2 separate regions of the Mus musculus genome follow, and region 1 is linked to region 2. The links are chromatin contacts, called in public promoter capture Hi-C maps. All regions are on one chromosome and are shown on one strand. Each heading gives the region's core, a stretch centred on a gene start, on an enhancer-like site or on the middle of the called end of the contact. The rest is flanking DNA. Distances are from core to core; before and after follow the strand shown. Region 1 holds the start of Spink2 (serine peptidase inhibitor, Kazal type 2). Region 2 holds the start of Aasdh (aminoadipate-semialdehyde dehydrogenase).

Evidence for each region. Capture Hi-C pulls out chosen DNA fragments and counts their contacts.
Region 1: a promoter capture Hi-C map of liver shows a contact between it and region 2. The contact joins the promoter of Spink2 here to the promoter of Aasdh in region 2. A contact is called at or near these places in 3 of 39 promoter capture datasets (embryonic stem cells and neural stem cells), 4 of 484 Hi-C or Micro-C datasets (the AML12 cell line, bone marrow-derived macrophages, muscle stem cells and 1 more), 1 of 115 datasets of contacts at active chromatin or transcription factors (cardiomyocytes) and 4 of 9 other capture datasets (adipose tissue, embryonic stem cells, liver and 1 more).

The regions. Positions count from the first base shown.
Region 1 is chr5:77,207,353-77,213,907 of GRCm38.p6, reverse strand. Spink2 (serine peptidase inhibitor, Kazal type 2) reads left to right here and starts at 2,437. Exons shown (of 4, transcript NM_183284.3): 1 at 2,437-2,576; 2 at 4,114-4,175. The coding sequence starts at 2,534.
Region 2 is chr5:76,901,673-76,907,694 of GRCm38.p6, reverse strand. It overlaps Aasdh (aminoadipate-semialdehyde dehydrogenase), which reads left to right and starts at 2,219. Exons shown (of 16, transcript NM_173765.4): 1 at 2,219-2,272; 2 at 3,315-3,486; 3 at 5,510-5,777. The coding sequence starts at 5,548.

The DNA of each region.
Region 1 (6,555 bases), core at 1,188-3,687, 310 kb before region 2:
TAACGTTAGATCTTCGTTTCCTGTAGTACACTTCAGAGCTCTTGCTCGTTGGTGTGTGTGTTCTGAGACCAGCTGTCGAGTGGCTCAGTCAGGCCTCAAATTTGCTATGTCGCTGAGGTTGACCTAAACTCATGAGCTCCTGCCTCTACCTCCCAAGTGTGGTGATTACAGACGTGTGCTACTCAATCTGGCCTCTTGAGGTTCCTTTCTGTTATCATTGTTGCTGTCATTTGAGATGGGGTCTCACTATGTAGCCTTGGCTTATCTGGAATTAGAGACCAGACTGGCTATGGAACTGACAAGAGATCTGTCTGCTGCTGCCTCCTGAGAACTGGGGTGAACTTTGTGTGGTAACACCTGGCCTTTTCTGAGGGTTTTGACATAGCCTCTCAAAATAGATGTTGGGATTGATTTTGGCTGATGGCAACATGTGGAACATGTGCTAGTTGTGGGGTTTACGGAGGAGTGGGGTGTTCAGAGGGCTGGAGACGTGTTTGGGGTGTGGGGTTTGTGTGAAGTGTGCAGATACCGGGTCTTTCAGGGACGGGCTGGTGGTGTGCATGTGTGTGCACAGGAGGACAGGGGTAGGGTGGGGTGTGTACAATTTTGATGATGGCCAAGAATGAGGTGTGTGGAGAGTCGTGTGGAGGAAGCTGACAGTGTGTTGAGGGCTAGAGTGTTTGTGGCACTGGAAGGGCTGTGGGGATGTGTGGGATGTGTGGAAGGCTAGGGAATGGGGCGGTGTGGTCGGATCTGCTGGAGCGTTCGGAGTAGTAGTAGAACTTTATGTGGGATGTAGAGGAGGGGAAGGGTGGGTCTATTTGAGGGTGTATGGTCATGAGAGGCTCTGAGGATTGTGTTTGGGGTTTGTGGAGGGGTAGAGGGGTGCTGTATTGTGAGGTGTATGTGGGGAGGGGTACCTTTTTTTTTTTTTCTTTTTTGAAACAGGGTTTCTCTGTGCAACTCTCATTGTCCTAGAACTCAATCTGTATGTAGACCAGGCTGGCCTTGAACTCAGAGATCCACCTGCTTCTGCCTCCTGAGTTCTGACATTACATGTGAGTGTGTATATGTGGGTGAGTGGGTATGGGTGTGAGATTCTGTGTGAGAGTGTATGTGTGTGTGTGAGTGTGTGAGAATGTGTGAGTGTGCATGTATGTGTATGTGAGTGTGTATGATGTGTGTGTATATATACATGAGTATGTTTGAGAGTGAGTGTGAGTGAGTGAGTGTGTGTGTGCATTTAGAAGGTGGGTGGGAATGTGTGTTTGATGTGTGGAGAAGTGAAGGAGTACTGGGTTGTGTATTTGGTAGGCTGAAAGGGTGGGGGTCACTTGGGGAATGTGGTGGAGGGATGGTGGATTTTATGGTAATTGGGTGTGGAGAGTGTAGAGAGTATGTGTGGGGTGGAGAGGTAGCTTGTTTAGCTGTGGGAGTTTTTGTGTGGACAAGTGCATAGAAATAGCTACTCAACCCGGCATAGGCTATGCGTCGGGATATGGAAGTTTGGAGTGGTGGATCCTGAGGTAGGTGGTAGTTTTGTGGTGGGGTGGTTGTGGAATATGTGAGGGGCTGGAGGGTTGGGGTGGTGGTGATGTGTTTGAAGTGTGTGGAAGGGTGGTGAAGAAGGGGTTCTGGTTGTGGTCATCATATGTGTGGGGTAGGTGGAAGGGGTGAGGTGGGTGCTTGGAAAGTGGATGGTTGTGCACATGTGGAGGGTGAAGGGATGTCAAATTGTCTAGTGGGTATGGAGTCTGTCGGGGGAAGAGGTGTTTGGTGGTTTGAAAGTGTGGAAGGGGTCATTTGGGGTGTGTGGAGGAGGGGTGCTGGGTTGTGTAGTCTGTGGGTATGTAAGATGTGGGTTATCTGGAGTGTCGAAAGGATGTGTTTGGGGTATGTGAAAGAAAGAGGGGCTGTGCGGTGGAGGCACGTGTGACTTTTGAGGAAGAGTTAGGCTGTGGTAGAGTATGGTCGAGATGGGTTAGGCTAGGGTGTTTGAAGCACTTGAGGGGAGGAAAAGGCGTGAGGGGTGTCTGGAGGGGTTGGGTTGTGTGAGCAGGGTGTCTTGTGCTTGTGTGTTGAGTGTTTAGGTGGTGGATGTGTGGCGGGATCCGGTGGGGATATGCATGGGGTTTGTAGAGAGTTCAGGCGTGGTACTGTGTGAGGGTTGTGTGAAAGGTTGGGGGCATGGTTCACTTTTGTGAACTTTGTAGAGAGGTTTACAAAAAAAACCTTAGAAATCTGGAAGGCTTGTATGTATGTGTGTGTGTGTGTGTGCGGGTGTGCGCGTGTGTTTGTGTATGCCTCCCTTTTTCCCTGGCCAACCCTCCCTCTTCTTCTTCTTTCCCATCTCTTCCTTCTCCTGCAACTTCCGTTCCTCTTCCTCGCTCCCTTCTTCGGACTAGCCTCTAGCCCGCCCCTCGCCCCTCCCCCTTCGCACTCCCGCGCGGTGCCAGCGGGTGGCTACTTGACCACTGCTCTGTTCGCTGCACAGGAGAGCTCTCCCAGCAGAGCAGGAAGAAGAGCTTTAGTGATGCTGAGACTGGTGCTGTTGCTCCTGGTCACAGACTTTGCAGGTGATGCTCAAGTGGGTCTGGTGTCAAGGGACCAGCTTGGAGCTGAGAGCGCTGGGCTTGGGTAGTTAGGAGATGGGTTCGTGCCGTGCCGTTACTGGCGGTTCTGCCCCGTGGAGAGTGGTGGCCATGGAAGGTGAATGTGGGTCAAGCATCCTCTGCCGTTATAGTTGGGGCTTCCATTCTAGCTCCAACTAGATGTCACCCAGCCATCTGTTCTACCTTTCTTAAGCAGATTTTTCTGGACCTATATACGCAGTTGGATTGTATCCACGGCTCTGCTGAGGTTAACGGGGGATGTGCGGGACGTTCTTCCGGATGGCCTTGCCATCTATGGGAAAGCAGAGTTGAGGTCTTAACACTTATACTAAGTTTTCTGTTATTGAGTTTGGTGTACTGGCTCACACCTAAAATTCCAGCACTTAAGAAGCAGAGGCAGAGGGCTGGTGAGATGGCTCAGTGGGTAAGAGCACCCGACTGCTCTTCCGAAGGTCCAGAGTTCAAATCCCAGCAACCACATGGTGGCTCACAACCATCCGTAACAAGATCTGACTCCCCCTTCTGGTGTGTCTGAAGACAGCTACAGTGTACTTACATATAATAAATAAATCTTTAAAAAAAAAAAAAAAAAAAAGAAGCAGAGGCAGAAGGGCCATGTCCCCGTTTGCAACATAGCCAGTTCAAGACTAGCCTGGGCTCCGTCAGACCCCCTGTCTCAAAAGTTAAATCTGAGTTTTGAGTTTATTTGAAAAAAAAAATATCTTGGACGCACAGACAAAAAGCACTGTTAGTTACTTCCTGATACCTGTAACTTCTAAGTCAGTTTTCAAGAAACCTGATAGAAACAGAAGCAGATGTTCTGTGTATTTCTTAGAAGTCCCAGGCAGAAATGATGGAGGACCATCATTTCTTTTTTTAAAGAAGCATGGAGAGGGGCATCAGAGAGACTGTCATGTGTGGATAAACCACGAACCGCTTTTGGTTTTGGTCTTTGTGTCTTAAGTGTGTGCGCACCACATACATTTTTGTGTAGTGTACTCGTGTGTGTGTGTGTGTGTGTGTGTGTGTGTGTGTGTGTGTGTGTGTGTGTGTTGAAGGCATATGGAGGCTAGAGGTCAATACTGGTGTCTTCTATTGCTCCACATTATTTTTGAGACAGTGTCTCTTGCTGAACCTGTAGCTTGCCATTTCTGCTAGGCTGGCTGGCCAGTAATTCTTGGTATCCACCTGTCTCAGCCCCCTCCTAGTGTTAAGGTGTTGCAGACCCAAGTCCAGCTCTGGGTCCCGGGGATCAGAACTCTGTTTATAGCAAGCACTTCACTCATTGAGCCATCTCCCCAGCCTACCAACTGAACTGTTTCTCTCTCTCTCTCTCTCTCTCTCTCTCTCTCTCTCTCTCTCTCTCTCTCTCTCTCTCTCATTGGCTTAGGATACCTTCTTCTCTTATGACTCTCCATCTTATTTACACACTAAGATTTATGTATCTTTGATGGACAACTTACCTTAGTCATATTACAGCGTGAGTGTTTTCTCCTTACAGCCTCTCATGAGACTCTCGACTCTTCCGATTCTCAAATCATGAAGAGGTCACAGTTCCGAACAGTAAGTATGAGCCCCGTCCGTGTACTGTCTCTTCTCATGCAGTGAAGTGTTGAGCTGTTTTCAAGCTAGGCATGTCACTGCAGAAACCACACACAGCTGGCTTTGTAAGTCAGCATCTCTTGCTATTTCCCTGATCCAGGGAAGTGAGTATATACTTTTCTTTTCTCAAGATCCTCCTGAGTCCTAGGATGGCAGGTATGAGCCACCATGTCAGCTAGAAGTGTACCTTTCAGTCAGGAACGGCTCAGTCTTTGAAGGCCCCATAGATGTATTTGCTTTAACAATTCAAATTTTCTGAGGTATGATAGTTACTCTGTATATTAGATACTTCATATATTTTGTCATATTAAATTCTGTGGACATAAATGAAAGCAAAATGAGACAGTTTATTGAGAGCTGCGGTGTCAAGGGTCTGCCAGCATCATTTTCATTTGGGTAGAGACTCCCTGGCTGACAGAGGCAGGGGAAAGTGTGAAGGTGCAGAAAGAGGCATTGGGTGTGGCCTGGTGCAGGCTTTTGGCAAAGGAAACATTAGGCAGGCAACCTACAAGACTGGTTAGGGGTGCAGAGACAGTTTTACTTGGTTGGCCCTCACTCGCTATCTAGGACAAAAGTTAGGGAAACTGACAGTCATTAATCAAGACCTGGCCACTCAAATGGGTTATTTGGCTCCTTGGACTGGCTTGAGAGTCAGCAGTCTGACTTCTAACAAGTCAGAGGTAAGGAGGATGGGTTCCTCTGGATGATGCTTGACAGTGAAAATGCGTACAACCGTTCTGTACATAAAGAACGAGCAGGCACACGATCCAAACAGTTCCCACAGCGTCTGAAACTGTTCACTTGCGTGTCATAGAACCTTCAACTGTCCATGAGCTGGGAGGTTTGGCCATGCTGGAGACAGAGTGCTGGGATCATAGGTGTGCAGGACCTCCCCAGGCTTAGTGTTCTAGACTCCTGGGGTGGAGGTGAGGTTGCTGAGTAAAGGCTCGGCTGTCACTCTTCCAAGTTAAGAGTGTATAGGGGTACAGCTCAGAGGCTGAGCACTTGGCTAGCATATATCACTGTGTGTCCCCAGCTGGAGTTAAGAGTCTTTCTTTCTTTTTTTTTTTAAAGATTTATTTATTTATTTAATGTATGTGAGTAGATGGTCTCTATCTTCAGACACACCAGAAGAGGGCATCGAATCCCATTACATATGGTTGTGAGCCACCGTGTGGTTGCTGGGATTTGAACTCAGGACCTCTGGAAGAGCCGTCACTGCTCTCAACCGCTGAGCCATCTCTCCAGTCTAGAGCTAGAGTCTTTATAACACTCGAGGGTCTCGTGGAAACATGAGTGGAATGGAGGAAAATTATATGTGTGAGAGCAATAATCAAAAATACTTTAAAAACATTAGGTAAGAGGCATTACTTAAAAAAAAAAAAACATCCTGTAGCTTCTGGGTGTGGTGTGAGCTGGGTGTGGTGTGAGCTGGGTGTGGTGTGAGCTGGGTGTGGTGTGAGCTGGGTGTGGTGTGAGCTGGGTGTGGTGTGAGCTGGGTGTGGTGTGAGCTGGGTGTGGTGTGAGCTGGGTGTGGTGTGAGCTGGGTGTGGTGTGAGCTGGGTGTGGTGTGAGCTGGGTGTGGTGTGAGCTGGGTGTGGTGTGAGCTGGGTGTGGTGTGAGCTGGGTGTGGTGTGAGCTGGGTGTGGTGTGAGCTGGGTGTGGTGTGAGCTGGGTGTGGTGTGAGCTGGGTGTGGTGTGAGCTGGGTGTGGTGTGAGCTGGGTGAGGTGTGAGCTGGGTGTGGTGTGAGCTGGGTGTGGTGTGAGCTGGGTGTGGTGTGAGCTGGGTGTGGTGTGAGCTGGGTGTGGTGTGAGCACTTTTAATGCCAGTGCTTCAGAGGCAGAGGCAGGTGAATCTTTGAGGCTAGCCTGGTGACGTAGCAAGCTGCAGGCCAGCAGTGGGGCCCAGCCTCAAAATACATAGTCCTCCCTCCAAACTGCTAGTGAGTTAGGTGAGAAGTGGGGTCAGGAGGATTTATAAATGAGGCTTACTAACTGTACAGATTCTCCCCACGTTTAAGCGTAGCCACCTTCCTCTCTCCCTTTCTTTCTTAGGTTTTTAATTCAATTTAATTTTATTTATTTATTTATTTATTTTTTTTATTTATTTTTTTTTTTTTTTGTCTGAGACAAGGGTCAGGCTGGTCTCAAACTAGATGCATAGCTGAGTATGGCCTTGAACACCTGACCCTCCTGCTTTCTGCCCTCTAAGTGCCGGGACTATTGCCTAAATGGTACCAACCATGCGGGGCTCTGAGTTTTTGTTTTTGTTTTGTTTTTTTTGGTTTTTGTTTTTTTGTGGAGGGGACAAAGTCTAGATGTGTCTAGTCCCCAGCCTAGC
Region 2 (6,022 bases), core at 970-3,469:
TAAGGAATTGGGATTCCCCTTTAAAATCAGCCCAGGCCGTTCTGATGTCGTTGACCAGAGACTGGAACAACAGAGCATCGAGTTGAACAGGAGGCTAAAAGGAGAGGTCCACTGGGCAGGTAAAAGACGGTGTTCTGGCTGGGCTAGATAGTTGGCTTAGTGGTTAAGAGCACGGACTGCTCTTCTGAAGATCCTGAGTTCAAATCCCAGAAACCACATGGTGGCTCACTACCATCTGTAATGAGATCTGATGCCCTGATCTGGTGTGTCTGAAGACAGCTACAGTGTACTTAGATATAATAATAAATAAATCTTTTTTTTTTAAAAAAAAAGACGGTGTTCTTTCTAGAGAGAGAAAAGTCAAGTGTGCTGGCTAGTTCTTTGTCAGCCTGACCCAAGCTAGAGTCATGCGGAAAGAGGGAACCTCAACTGAGAAAACACTTCGTCGCATTGGGCATTCTTCTTGCTGCATGACTGATGTGGGCAATGACACCCCTGGGCAGGTGGGCTGCTCTTCCAGAGGGCCCAGGTTTAATTCTCAGTATCCACAGGGTGACTCAACAATTAACTCTGGTTCTAGACAACCTAGTAAGATCATTTTGTGGCCTTGCTCCAGGCACCATGTGTTGCATAAACATGCACTTAAAAGACCTATACACATAAAACAATTTTTAAAAAGGAAAGAAAGAAAAGCAAGCTAAGCAAACCAGTAACCACCATTATTCCAGTCTCTGATTCAGGCCTTGAGTTCCTGTCCTGACTTGTGATAGTGATAGTGCTTTGATAAATCTTGGTTCCCCCAAGTTGCTTTTGGTCATGTTTTATCACAGCAATAGAAAGCTAAGAGAACAAATACAACACTTAAAAAGGTGTTTGGCGAGGCCCATAGTACACAGGAAAATGTGGTTTTCAAACAGGTATTTCCTGCACTGTTTGGAGGGACAGATGAGAAGGCAGATCTGATTCCATGACAGGCTTCAAATTAGCAGTTTAGGAGACTAGGCCTAAGGTCAGGCAAATCAGTTACTAGAAGAAGAAGAAAAAAAAAGGCTTCAGGCAGTTAGTCAGAACTGCCCTGATATCTGAGACTGCCTGGCCACCTAGCCTGAGGTAAGGACAATGGGTCAGCAACAGTTTCCAGACTTCCTCTACAAAGATTTCTAGACTTCCCAGTAACAATGCCTAGAGATAAGTAAGATAAAGCTCTCCTACCCTGGAATTCCAATGTGCTTTCAATGGAGCCTGCGAGCTCATTTGCTTTTACTCTGTGTCTTTGTAATGGGGACGACCCCACCATGCTGAGCTACAGAATAAAACACACTTTGTGTTTACATACTATTTGAGTCCAGGGTGTCATTCTTCATGGACCCTTACAAGCTTCTGTTTTCCAGCAGATAAGGACACACTCCTTTGTTTTTTAAGGCACTGTATGTAGATAGTGCTTAGCCACTTCCACCTCTCCCCCCAACAGGAACCAAGACAAAAATCCCATCTTTCCTCTCTGCGAGGGCACAGTAACTCACCACAGTGGTGACCCTTCCCATTTATTGTAATAATTGTGCCATCGGAAAAACACACATCCAGGCATACAGTGGCTTTAGGGACTGCTGTTGACCTCAGACAGGCCTGGGTTTCCTCATAGGGAAGTGTTGTAAATAGCTGCAAACGCCAGTTAGGAGTTTCATTCTGACAGGGGGCTTCCCTGGCATACTTCACCGCTGCCATGACGGTCGCAACCAATCTTGAGTATGTTCCCAGAAGGTGTGGAGGGGATAAGCCAAATTTACTCGCCAATTAGGCGGTGATTACTTCACTTCAGCCTTTGGGATATTTCTACCCGCACTTTAAGGAACGAGGAGACTCCGGGTCTCGGAGATATGGCTCTGCTGTCAAGGAAGCTCACTGGCCATCCAGAGGTCCCTTCTAGGTCTCCAGCACCCATGTGGTGGCTCACAACCACCTGGGACTATGCTCCAGGGAATCATCGGCCCCTGCAGGCACACGGAACACTCAAATTCACGCAGACGCACAGGCATGTTGCCTGAAGCGTCACCTTCAGCGGCAGGGCTGAATCCGCACGGACCAAACCCGTTGGGCCAAACGCGGCGGAGACCTGTGCGCCACGTCTGGGCGGAGCCCCGTAGGCGAGAGCCCGCCCCCCGACGCTGGAGTGACGTCACGGGCGCCCGAAGATGACGCAGAGGTCCGTTTTACGGCTGCTGAGCGTCTGCGGCTGGGCTAGGAAGTGCACGCCACGCGCTGTCGTGAGAAGGTGGGGCGGGAGAGCGCGGGCGACCCGGGGAGACTTTGTGAGCTGCCGGACCCCAGCTTGGAGCGGCTGTGTGGGTCACCTCGGTCACCTGCTGCGCCACCTCTTAGCGTGGTTCCGAGAGCCAACGAGAGGCTTTTGTGATTGTAATTAAGGTGGCTGCGTGAGAAGTATAAGATGCAGACGGATAATTTACCTATATATATAATGCCCAGTATAGGGAGAACCCTTAAGATCAGGATCTGTTGGTGATTAAATGGCTTTATTTACAGTTGTACATTACCGAGCTGCTAATCTTAAGGCTATAACACGAAATTTGCTTGCTAGGTCATCCCTTTTCATGGCTCACTTGTTTTTCTTTCCTTTTCTTTTTTTTTTTTTTAATTTAAAATTGTGCGTGTGTGCGCGTGCAGCATGGTGAAGAAACAAAAAGGACCTTTCGGAAGTGGGTTCTCTCCTTCCATTATGTGAGTCCCGTGATCACACTTAGGTTTTCTGGTGTGATGGCAAGTTAGTTTCTCCACTGACCCATCTCGATGGCCCAAGTCAGTCTGAAGGGAGGGGAGGGGGACAAAGACAGGGACAGAGACATAAAATTCAATGGCTGACATGAATATCTGGACAAGACTGAATTTTGCCACTGGGAGCTTTTAAATTCAAAGTAGAAAAACTCCTTAATTATAGATTTTGTGTGGTGAGTTTTGTAGCTAGTTATAAAAATGACATTTTAAGAACTAAGTTATAGCCGGGCGTGTTGGCGCACGCCTTTGATCCCAGCACTCAGGAGGCAGAGGCAAGCAGATTTCTGAGTTCGAGGCCAGCCTGATCTACAAAGTGAGTTCCAGGACAGCAAGGGCTACAGAGAAACCCTGTCTCGAAAAAACAAAACAAACAAAAAAAACCTAAGTTATAGTCTTGTTATTCTACTGCTGTGAATTATGTTAGTAGATTATATTTTCTTGTGAGAAAATAGCAGTTACACGTGCTTGCTTTTTAGAGAAAAGGCAGCTTTTAAACAGACTTTTTTTTTTTTTTTTAATTTTAGGTATAGCAGTGTTTTACCTGCATGTATGTAAGTGCACCATGTTCGTGCCTGGTGTCTTCAAAGGCTGTGGGATCAGCCAGAACTGGAACTATGGACTGTATTGAGCTCCCCAGTTGGGTGCTGGTATGGAATCTGTGTCTTCTGAAAGAACAAGGACGGTTTAACTCCTGAGGTACATCCCCAGGTTCAAACTAGATTTTTGTAAAAATATGTATAATACATTAATGTGGAAAATTGGGCGCTTAACAAAATTTATTTGGGTATTCTGTGGTCTTCTGTAGGCAAAAATAGCAGGAGATACTCTACTGCAATAGCCTTTTTTTTTTCTTTTTCTTTCTTTCTTTTTCTTTTCTTCTCTTTTTTTTTTTTTTTTTTTTTTTAAAGATTTATTTATTTATTAGATGTAAGTACACTGTAGTTGTCTTCAGACACTCCAGAAGAGGGCATCAGATCTTGTTACAGATGGTTGTGAGCCACCATGTGGTTGCTGGGATTTGAACTCCGGACCTTCGGAAGAGCAGTCGGGTGCTCTTACCCACTGAGCCATCTCACCAGCCCCTTTTTTTTTTTTGAGACAGGTTTCTCTGTGTAGCCCTGGCTGTCCTGGAACTCACTTTGTAGACCAGACCAGGCTAGCCTCGAACTCAGAAATCTGTCTGCCTCTGCCTCCCGAGTGCTGGGACTAAAGGTGTGTGCCACCACGCCTGGCTACACTTATATCCCAAAATAAACTCATCCCCTATATCCTGTAGAACATACTATATGTAGATCATATGATTTGTTTAATGGCCATTTGTGGAAAATCATCTTTTGTGTACATAAAAGTTAGATTTATGGAAATATTTGTTTAAAAATACCCTAAGTATCAAAATAGTCTTGTTCTTTAAAATTTAATAGTTAGGAATCACATTTCAGTTTTTTTGTATCCTTTTTTGACTTTATGGGTTTAAGAAGGCCTTTTCTTTAACTCAGTTGGATAGTAATTAAATGACAAATTGAAGAGTAATTCTATTCTGAATCAGTAAGTAAACCGCTTAAGTATGAACAGGTAAAGAATTGGAATAATATGACACTTGATAAATCTTATTTTTCTCTGATATATGTTAATAGGATTCAGAGGAAAGTCTCCTTTGCCTTCAAGGAAACTAGGAGTTACCATATTTTTGTTAGCATTGATCCCTAGTGGTTTTTTTGTTTGCAGTTTTTTTGAGACAGAATCTCTGTGTGTAACCCTGGCTGTTCAGGTACTCTTTATATAGACCAGGTTGGTCTTACAGAGGTCCACCTGCCTCTGCTGGGATTAAAGGTGTGCTCCATCATGCCTGTTTTGTTTTGTTTTGTTTTTTTTGGGGGGGGGTTCTTTTTTTTTTTCTTTTATGTGAATGTCACATCCTTCCCACATATTTAAGTGTGATCCAGTGTTCATTGACTGTTGTCAAATTGCTTTTTTTTAATGTCATTGCTTTCAGCAAAGTTGCCACAGGTATTTTGTAAGTTTAGAGCTTCAGTTATATATCTATGCTACAGATTTTGTTTGTTTTAGTGACACAACGTACTGCTGTTACCAAAGGTACAATAGGAGATCATTTATTCTGAGCCAAATATGAGTGATCAGGTTTCAGGACCACAGATTTAGGTTACCCTAAAAATCATATCCCAAGGTAGAAGCAGGTCTATGAACTTGTACAGTTGAAAGACAAAGGACAGTAAAATATCAAGGCTTTTCAAATACATTGGTGAGAATTAGGTGGATTCCAGCAAATCAAGGGAAGTTTTCTTATAGGTTTGGGGTGGGATCAGATGATGTTTGTAGCTCTGGGCGTGGTGGGAGCTAAGGTGCTTATCCTCACAGATGCTTCAGGTGACAGCCACAAGGACATTGGGTGGACACAGGTAGGCAGTAAGCCTGCTTTCAGGAGAATCCAAGGTAGTTGATCTTTGAGTATGCAATATCCCCAATACCTAGTCTCCCGCACTTTCACCAGTCAGCTGTGCAGAACCTTAAATAGACAGCTCTTATCTGGGCACTTCCTTTCAGTTCATTGTTTTGCAATGCTGGGGACTGGACTCGGGTACACTGGCAAACGATCTGTCACTGACCTAGTTACCCAGCTGATGGTCATTTTTGCTAGTAGACAAGTTCCCTCCTCACCTCCTGACAACTCCCCTAACGTTTGACTTTTCTTTCTGTGTAGATTTCTCAGCCACCAATGTTTAGACAAACCTCAATAAAATGACTCTTCAGGAGTTGGTGCTTCGGACTGCCTCTGTCTATATGGATAGAACAGCTGTATGTTTTGACGAAGGCAATAACCAGCCTCCAGTGTGCTATTCCTACAAGGCTCTGTTGAGCGCGGCTTCAGAATTATCCCATTTTCTGATAGCACACTGTGACTTTGGAGGAATTCGGGAAATTGGTCTCTATTGTCAACCTGGGATAAACTTACCCTCCTGGATTTTAGGGTAATATTTCTAGTATAAACTGATATTACTCTAAACCAATTTAATAGTTTTAATATGTAGTATACTTTGTAAGCTATTGTTTTATTTGCTGTACACATTTCCTATGGTATTAATTTTTGATCATGTACATTAGTTAATTTGAGCTTATTAAGGACAGACTAAAAGTTTTTAGTAATACAATATTTAAATATGTCAAAAGTATAAAGGCCTTATTTGTCTGTCAAAGAAAACAGGTAAAGCATTTT